Regions from separate parts of the Mus musculus genome. Here region 1 is linked to region 2. A link is a contact called in public Hi-C data. All regions are on one chromosome and are shown on one strand. The core of a region is the stretch at or near the end of the contact, and the rest is flanking DNA. Distances in the headings are between cores, read along the strand shown. Region 1 overlaps Mbd5 (methyl-CpG binding domain protein 5). Region 2 holds the start of Mbd5 (methyl-CpG binding domain protein 5).

Region 1 (5,190 bases), core at 1,820-4,319, 150 kb before region 2:
GTAAGTAAATTTTAATATGCCTTTTCTGGTTTGTATAGCTCATTTGAAAAATTTCAGATACAGCTGGGATTTGTAGTTGTGTACACAGGTAAGCAGTCACACGCCAATAACTCTGAATGAAAGACCATGCGGGAGAAAAAATGGCAAATTAAACTCTAACTGAGTGAGTACAGTAATTACTTATGAGGCTGCACTTTCTACTTACCTTGAGTGTCTTAATTTCTATAGGTATTTTCTCCACCACACAGCCTGCAATAGCTATCTTACGGAGGCAGAAGTGGACATCTTTGATGCTCTCCTAAAAGAGAACAAGAGCACATGAGCAAGTGTAGAGATGAATGAGTTTCATTTATTCAAACAGAAAAATCTTCAAGTTATGAATTTCTTATTAAAGACATAAATTAATTTAATTATCTAAAGCAAGGAGAAGGTAGGTCTATTTTAAGTAAATAAACAAATCTAAAAATTACATTGAAATTTCTCTTTAGAAAATTCAGGCAGTTCTGTTCAACACAGATTTTATTAGCATTTTCTCTCTCTTCTTTTATACATTTGGAATTTATTGTATACTGGGTTGGAGTGGCGTGTGGTGGATGTCCTATATTTATGCACTATGAGGTCAGAGGACAACCTGCCGGAGTCAGTCCTCTCCTGTCACCATGTGGAATCTAGCAATGGGGCTCAAGCTGCTGAGCTTATTGGCAAGCTCTTACAGGCAGAGCCTTGTCCTAAGCCCCTGCTGTAGATGGAGATGCATGTCACAGGGGGAGTAGTTTCTATAGTACTTTTTAACTATCCAGTTTCTGTGCACATGTTTGGTTTATTTTGAGATTGTAATTTAATTACAGCATTTTCCTCTTCCCTTTCCTCCCTTCAAACCCTCCAATATACCTCTCAGCTTGTTTTCAAATTCATGGCCTCTTTTCTCATCAATTGTTATTGCATGCATATATGTTTGTACACACACACACACATCTTAAATATGACCTATTGATTCCATGTAATATTTCTACGTAAATTTTCAGGGCTAACTGTTTGTCACTGGACATCTACCCGGGACTCTTCTCCAACTCCCAGATTTACTTAGTTCTGTTAGAAATTTGTTCCTTATTCCTAGTTCTTACAAAATATAATCTGAATTATACTTGGCCTGTTTTAAGAGCTAGATAAAAAAAATTACTAAGTTCAAAATTTCTGACTTGTGCAAAAACTAAAACTCTATTCTTATCACACGAATTCCCTAATCAGTATTTTATACCATCTTAGGAAAGCTTGGCAGAAAAAGTGTTTTTATAAAGATAATGAATGTGATTGACAAATGGATTTATCCAGAGAATATACCCTTTACCTAAAAAGCTTTGTTCTTATTACCTGACAGTACAATCATGGAGGAAAATTTAATTTTACAGGGCCATTTCTTTAGCAGGTGGTTTTAGAGTATACTACGTTTCAAGTTACACACAAATGAATTTGAATACAGTACCATTGTTGCTTTTATTCATTACTATTGATTCCTGTGTTTGTGTCTATACATTAAAATACTTGAGATATTTCTGAAAATACTAAGTGAGGTTGTTTGTGAGCGATTCTGACTTAAATTTTATGATGCTAACAGTTTATATTAAAAGTCACAGACTAATTCCAAATGCAGTATTCTATATGCCTTAAATTCCATTAAATATGGCTGAAACTTGAAATATAAATTTGTAGTTTTAGCATATTTCCAATTTCTTGTAAAATATGCTTTCTTAAAATATTTCTACACATCTAATTATAAAATTCAGAAATGTGTAGGAAAATACATGCTTTCTTGTGTCCCACCGCTGTAGTAGTGCACATGTTCTCTTGTCTCCCACAGCTGTAGTAGTGCACCTGTTCTCTTGTCTCCCACAGCTGTAGTAATGCAATAGCTGTCTTGTCTTGCATAGCTATAGAAGAGCATCTATGCAATTTTCAAAATACTAATCATATGTATCCTAAAAGTAACTTTAAAAACATTTTAATTTACATTTTCAATGATTTAATCCATACATTATCATAGTAAGAAATTAATTAATAAAATAAAATCCCAGCAATTCAGTGTAATAGTAATTAAACATCTGAATAAATAAAAATATTTGTAGATTATGCCTCCTTTAGAAAGGCCTCCAATTTTTTAACAAAAATTTTAATCATACAATCCATGGATGATTTCTGTTTAGAACTGTTTTGTGAAGGAGAATAATTTTACCTGAGCATATGCAAACTGCTGTTTAATAGAGTGACGACCATTAGAATGTTTATTCTAAATTATTCTATCAATGGACCTTGAATTAGTATGGTTCAAATGTAACTATGACATCTTTGTAGCAAAGAGCATAAGACCCTACTAGGTATGTCTATGACCCACAGAAAGAAAAATTCAAATGTGACTGTGAATCTTGCCCACTGACAACATTTTCTTCAGCCCTTTGCTGCATGTATACATAATCTGGCTTCAATAGGCACTGTATTTAAAATATAGAGGAACTGAAGTTCCTTTCATGTTGATAATTTTTAGGCTTCACAAAGAACTAATAACAAATGAATTATGTTTGTAAAAATAAGCAGTATTTTTTCCTTTTCTTCCCTAACCAGTATTTTCTAAAAATATTCACTCCATATGGACAAACTCTTTGGTTGGAATAATCTGGTCCTGATAGAAGTGTTCCCTCATCTGCAAGGGCAAGCGGCCTTGTAATGCAACACCTTAACCTTTCCAGCCCTGGGAAAAGAGATAGTACTGTCATGTCCAATCCAATGGTATACTTTCATTATATTCATTATTTTGGGGAAACTAGTTAATTTAGGGTTATGATCACCTTCTAGTATAATCAGATTTTCAGAAAGTAACTGCAACATATTTCTAAACAAAGTAACAGAGAACATTCATATGTGGGTGGAGAGAGAGGGGGAGAGGGAGGAGGGATAGAGGTAGGGGGGAGGGAGGAGGGAGGGAGGAGAGAGAAATGACCCAGGTGACTGTATGCTTGTTGACATGGGCATGTGTATGCCAAGTACTACACTACCTTAGCCCCATGAGACTTGGCAAAGCCTTCCTTGGGTGAAGTTCACTGGGATGACAAAGCTTTCCTCTAATCCAAGTGTGATTATGGACAGTTTGTGCTTTCTCCCCTGTTTATAGTCTGAAGACTGTGCCCCAAAGAGACTCTGCTGACTGAGACTAGTGAAACCCACTTCTTTGTTTTTGTGTATGCAGTAACTATGCCTCCTTTTTAAAAAGCATGGGGCCACTCACCCACCATCAAAAAACTGGACCCAGAATTATTCCTGTCTAAAAGAAATTCAGGGTCCAGTTTTTTGAATTTTGAAAGAATTTCAGTTCACTAAATCAGCTCTACAGAATGCACTAGAAAGAAAGCTTCAGTCTGAAGGGTTAACTATATCAAAGAAGACAAAAGTTATAAATAATCCCAGAACTGTCAACAGAAAAGGGGGAGTTAAAAATGATAATAGGAATCTATAAACAGTACTCATTATTAACAATCCATGCCAATGACCTTAATTCCCCAATAAAAACAAACAGACTAACAAACTGGATTAGAAAAGAGGATATGTCCTATACATCCAAAAAACAAATGTCACCATCAATGACAGATGTCACTTCGGGGAAAAAGAATGGAAAAATGTATTCTAAGCAAATGTATCCAAGAAGCAAGCAAACATAGCTATTCTCATAACTTGACAAAAAGATTTCAAGCCAAGACTAATCAGAAGAGACAGGCAAGGACACCAAATGCTCATTTAAGGAAAAATCCACTGATAATTTCATAATTCTAAGCATTTATGCACCAAATATAAAAGTACCCAAGTTCAAAACAGAAACTATACTACAGGCTAAAACCACATATCGAAACCCCTGCTCCTTGCCCAGCCACAGTGATAGATGGTGACATTGGGATCATTGAGATCATTGAGACAAAAACCAAGCAGAACAGAATTAAATAACTGTATAAATCAAATGGGTTTAACAGATATTTACAAAACATTCCATTTAAAACTAAAGAATATTGCTTTCTTCTAATCAGCTCATTGCTTTCTCCTAAATCGCCCAAATACTAGGATATAAACCAAGTCTCAACAGATATAAGAAAACTGAGTAACACCCTGTAGCCTATCTGACTTCCATCAATTAAAGCTAGATATCAAGAGCAACAGAAATAGCAGAAACTATACAAACTCATAGAGACTGAATAACTTACCACAAATTAAAAATGAGTCATGATAGAATCCAGAAGCAAATGACAAATATTCTTGAATGGAATGAATATTAAAACACAATATATCCACATGTACAGGAAACCATAAAGGCACTTCTATGAGCCAAGTTCCTAAGCTAAGTGTGTATATCAAAACCTGTGAGACCTTGTATTGCTTCTTCTAAAAGCTGAGGAGCAAAGAGAAGAAACAATGCCCCAAAGAGGAAGACACAGAAAGAAATGATCTAACTCAGGGATGAAATCAATGAAATGGAAAATAAATCAATGAGATGAATGTTGTCTGAGAAAGTCAACAACACTGACAACCCCTTAGCCAACTTAATTAAAATGAGGCAGAAGACACACACACACACACACACACACACACACACACACACACACACACCAAAATTACAGATGAAAAGGGAAGAGGGAAGAGGTAGTCAGATTTCTGTGTGTGTGTGTGTGTGTGTGTGTGTGTGTGTGTGTGTGTGTGTGTGTGTGTGTGTGAGAGAGAGAGAGAGAGAGAGAGAGAGAGAGAGAGAGAGAGAGGAGAGGAGAGGAGAGAGAGATATATGAATTTAGTGCAGAATTCAGTTAGTCCTTCAAAGAACTGATACAAACGTTCCACAAATTATTCCACAAAATAAAACCTGAAAGAGCACCTCAAAAATCTTTTAAGATAAAGTGATAAACTTTTAATAAAATACTTGCAAACCAAATCCAAGAACGCATCAAAAAGAGCATCCACTATGATCAAGTAGGGTTCATCCCAGTGATGTCGACAGTTTTCAACATTTGTAAATCAGTAAATGTCATCTACACACAAAGTAGATTGAAAGGTGAAACCATATGATAATCACATTAACTGCAGAAAAGGCCTTTGACAAAAATGCAAAAAGGCTTCAGGACAATAGCCCGAAGAGACTAGATTTACAAAGACATAGCCTGG
Region 2 (4,631 bases), core at 56-2,555:
CCAAAGGCCTTATGAAGTAAAATTTGAAATTCGCTATGCCATTCAGACAAAATGAAAAATGGAGAAGCTAAACACCTAACGTAAAACCAGTCAAGTCTTTCAACACTAAAGTCAATATCCAAGCCACAGACAAGCAAAGAGAGAGAAACACTCAGGTCTACAACTGGTTAAAGCAGTTCCAACACAATTCAGATCCCGACATTTTCCCACTCAGAAACAAATGCAGGCAGCTTTTCCTGAGGAAAGAGGAAAAAAAAATCTCTCCAAACGTAATTTTTTAAGTGACATCCAGAAAGTATGCCTCTTTTCTGTCTCTTTCCCTGGCGCCTCATTGGAGGAAGGAGGGGGTTGTTTTTGTATTCTCCCCCAGTGAAGCAAGACACAATCAGATGTTAGCTGGAGAAAGCACTTTTGACAACAGCAAATAAAAATAAAAGTGTCCTTCCTTCCCTGACAGGGTGGACACCCCACCTCACACACCCCTCCTCACTCCCGCCCCTCCTTCACTCCCCCCCCCCCCAGCACCACCCCCTCCTCACCCCGGAGCTCCACTGCGTATGAGGTTTGGTGCTACTGCTGCCCCGGAGTGAAAGTCAGAGCCAGAGGAAGGCAATGGAGCCCCCACAGACACACTTACCTTTCCTGCCCCCCACTTTTGAGTGCCTTCCCTGGAGCTGTGGAGGATGACACAAAGGGTAATAAAGGGGGGGAGTGGAGGAGGAGGAGGCGAAGGAGGAGGAGGAGAGCTGGGGAAGTGGCTGCTCCCGGTGTAGGGAGATGTCTTCAGCCAGGGCCAAGCAGCAGCAACAGCAACAGCAGCAGCAGCAGCAGCAGTAGCAGCAGCAGCAGCCAAGGGTCTGTGTTGCTAAGAGGCTTTTGGTCTCTTTCTCTCCTTCTCTCCCGGCCACAGAGAAGGAGGGTGGAGGGGGCTCTGGAAGCAGGCGTGTGGAGGGCTGAGCGGGTAGGAGTCGTGGATGGGGGTTTTTCTAAGAAGAAGAAACTCCTCTCCTCTCTCAGGCTCAATTCCCCCACTCGGGGCTCAGAGCTGGAGGGTGGGGGAGGAACTCGGCCGCCTTCCCCCCACCCCCCTCAATTCAAGGTTGAAGTGGGGTAAAATTAGTGTCCTGTCCCTTTAAAAATAGAAATAAAAGGTGCCCCCCCTCTGCCACTGCCTCTCTCTTCATCATCAGCTGCTGCTGCTGCTGGGGTCTCTCTGCTTGGGGGGGAGGGGGGGCTCGGGGAGACGAGACGGGAGGCACTCACTGCGCATGTCCCGTTCTGACGGGAGGCTGGTTGGTGGAAGGCAAGGAGGAGGGGGAGGGGAGGAAATGAGATGGTTTTCCCAGAAGGCTCCAAGGCGCTGGCGACCCGGAAGCCATTGTAAGCAGGGGGTAGCCGGGCGGGGGCGGGAAGAGGGAGGAAGTTGCTACTCTAGAGCAGCCCCAGCTGCCTCCTCCCTCCTCTGGGAGAGCGGAGGGACGGAAGTAGGCGGGGACCGACCTGAAAGCAGGTCACGTGGTGGGGCGGAGCGGGGGCGGGGCCGCCAAAGCCGGCCGGTCGCCGTGCATGCTGGGAGTTGCTGTGCGCGGTGGGCTGCAGTAGGAGCAGCGGGACTGAGAAGGTGGTGAACATCCTTCGGTCCTCACCGTCGGCGGCGGCCGGCTTTGCCCGATTTAGGCAGGCTTGACTGGGAGAGGTAAGGCCGGTCTCGTAGGCAAGGTGAGGGCCGCAGTGGCTACGGGCGGGTGGACAATCTGAGGGGAGTGGGAGGCTCGTGCAGGCCGGGTAGGCCTAAAGCAGGAGGCCTGCCCCTGGCTCTCGGCTTCCGGGAGCTGCTGTGGACGAAGCGGGCACAGAGCTCAGCAGAGACGGGCTACAGAAGGCTTTTGGGTGAGGAACATGATTGGGCAGTGTTGAGAGGTCAGGTTCTCTGCAGAGAGAGAAGCACTACCTGCTTTAGAGCGTGCGACATATTTGGAAAAACCTAACCAGATGTGTGCCTTTTGATCAGCTTCTGCGGTAGCCTTGCTCATACACATCCTGCCTTCCTGACTTTTCTGTTTTCTTTGGGATTTTGGAGAAGCTGTAGGCATGTAGGCAAGGAACGGGCAGGAAAGGTCTGAGTGAGGGCTCCCTGCATGCTCTCTGCCTTAATGCTGCAAACACAAAAGACTGCCCGTTTGAGGATGCTTGGGATTGTTTGGTCTTTCATACAGAGTTTTGTCACTAAAAAAGAAAAGCCTTGAAATATTCTTTTCTTGTGGAGCTAAAGAGAAAGCTTTTTGTCTGGGTGTTTCTTTTTTTTATAGTGAAATAACGGCTTCTTTTTCATTTTAACTTTCTTCGTTAGTCTTTTAGCTGGTTTTTGTCAAGATACATCGGAGGACTATTACCTCGTCTTTAATAATCCAAGTTACATTAAAAAAAATTCAAAATCGGAGATCTTCGCACTTACTCTTACTTAGTCTTAACTATTTTAGTTCTGCTCAGTAGGATTCAGTCTGTTAAAAGTTACACATTTTCCCGAATTGTTCTTGGTGCAAGTCTATACAGTACGCTATTTAATGTATCCATTGCACGGTGCTTTTTTTTTTTTTTCCTTCGTCCTAGGGAGGTAATTATGTCAGATGGGTTCAAAACAAAACTCCAGTGCCCTAAAATTTTTATTAGAAAACCAAGTCTCAATCTTCTTATAGAAAACTATTATGACCTAGGTAAAACTTTTAAATCCTGTTTTGTGTAATGGCCTAAGTGTGTGGGAAACTGCACAAAACACAGATGTAGAGAACGACTGTAGCATACATAACCTGTAACCACTATGAATCAAGAACCAAAACATGGGTAGCAGCTGGCAGGAACAGGCCCACTAATTGCTTCCAGGCCTCTCTTCCTCTGGTGCCACCTTACTATTATCTTGATTCTTGTGATTCACTGCTTTTCTTTTAGTAAAAATGTATGTCAGCGCTTCTAAACAAATTCTCAATTGGCCTCTTTTTATCTGCTTGTAGGTAGGTAGTTCACACACCCTATTAAGTCGGACCCTTTATTTACCTGGCTGAGATTTGACCCTGTTAATACATTTTGCTGTAATTTATATATTTTTTTGTTGTGGTGTAAGAGTTTCTAAGGTAAAGGCACTGTTTTTATAACTAAGCCACCATTAGTCTTAATGGACTTTGACTTGTATTCATTTCTTTACTACTAAATGATCTACATAGCTACATAATAATGATCTGAATACTACATAATTTTATGTGAATATAGCTATGTATTTTTATGAGTTGTATGTGGCTGTCTTCAGTTTCACCAAACATTTAGACTGGCATGCTGTCTCATCCCCCGGCCTCAGGTGTGAGCGAGCCTTACTTGTACCTTCTCACCAACAACTAGCTTTTAATTTTGTCAATCTAATGAGGGTAGTTTTATAATTTGCTCTGTGTTGAGTAAAGTTCTGTACTGGTGATATTGACTGTTTTCAGAAACTTGGCTGTTTGGATTTATTCATTCAGAAATTGTCTTTTAAATCATCCTTTTAAAGTCTTTTGTATAGTTTCTTTTTCTATTTTGCTGTTTTCCATAAGGATTTGTAGCATTGCGGCAGATAGATAATCTGTTCTTGTAATATTACATTCTTTTCTTTTTTTTTCTTTTTTTTTTTTTTTTATTGTTTTTTCAAGACAGGGTTTCTCTGTGTAGCCCTGGCTGTCCTGGAACTCACTTTGTAGACCAGGCTGGCCTCGAACTCAGAAATCCGCCTGCCTCTGCCTCCAAGTGCTGGGATTAAAGGCGTGCACCGCCGCTGCCACCACCACCCGGCCTAGTGTTACTTTTTTAATTTATATCTTGTTATTGTTTCTTGAACTTTCTATTTAGCTTTAACTCCAGGACATAGGGTTTCAACTTGGCCACCAGCCCCATGTGGCTTTTGAGCACTTGAAATGTATTGTTATAGGTAGTTTGACTTACAGTAGGAATTTTTTTTAGTGTTTTGTTGTTTCATTTTATATTTGAAAAGTGTGTAAAACACCTCAGCTTCTCATTATATTTGCTTGTTAAAATTTTAACTACTTTCACCTTTTTTGCTTTATTAAATATACTAGAAAATGTTAAATTAGGATTTACATTTATGTTGGACAGCAATATTAACAATAAATATTGACATAGATGTTTCTATATCTTGGCCACTTTCTTCTGATTAATGTCTTGCATTTCTAACTGTCTTTTTGGCATCCTTTTCCTTTTTCTTAGGATAGTCTGCAGAAGTTCCTTAATGCATTTAACCAGTTCTCTTGTTTCTTTGCTTCAAAGCTCTTGTTTTGCTTTCAGTTCTAAGGAATTATGGTTTCTTACAGCTTTGTGGATAGTTTTCAACACTTTGAAGATAACATTCTAATTGTTTTTTTAGCTTCTCTTATTAATTTGCAGAAATTTGCTCTAAATCTAATTCCTGTTGCATTTAAAGAGAATCTTTTTTTTTTTTTTTTTTTTTTTTAATACTTTGTCTGCTTTTTTACTCTGATGGGGGCCAGGTGGAATTCTTGGTCATGCTTTAGAGTCCTTCTGGATTGTCAGATCAGCATATCATTGTCTTTATAAAACATAGAAGGAAGTGTTAGTACTTACCTCCTCTA

What was found. A called contact is a pair of places that touch in the nucleus more often than the background predicts.
Region 1: a contact with region 2 is called in a Hi-C map of liver, with 2.1 times the contacts expected there. The contact joins the enhancer-like site here to the promoter of Mbd5 in region 2. A contact is called at or near these places in 9 of 39 promoter capture datasets (the 3T3-L1 cell line, 3T3-L1-derived adipocytes, the C10 cell line and 4 more), 3 of 484 Hi-C or Micro-C datasets (cortical neurons, liver and olfactory sensory neurons), 2 of 115 datasets of contacts at active chromatin or transcription factors (the SCID.adh cell line and bone marrow-derived macrophages) and 2 of 9 other capture datasets (adipose tissue and pancreatic islet).

What each region holds. Positions count from the first base shown.
Region 1 is chr2:49,094,825-49,100,014 of GRCm38.p6, reverse strand. It overlaps Mbd5 (methyl-CpG binding domain protein 5), which reads right to left. Exons shown (of 17, transcript NM_029924.2): 4 at 206-298. Among named protein-coding and RNA genes, the nearest start is that of Mbd5, 150 kb to the right of the region's middle. Within about 2 kb of position 3,069, at least 2 of the 459 cell types and tissues checked have an H3K27ac peak or open chromatin away from gene starts, as enhancers often do. A contact at or near this core is called in liver, where this site is marked.
Region 2 is chr2:48,946,182-48,950,812 of GRCm38.p6, reverse strand. It overlaps Mbd5 (methyl-CpG binding domain protein 5), which reads right to left and starts at 1,305. Exons shown (of 17, transcript NM_029924.2): 1 at 1,264-1,305. Orc4 (origin recognition complex, subunit 4) reads left to right here and starts at 1,546. Exons shown (of 14, transcript NM_011958.4): 1 at 1,546-1,696.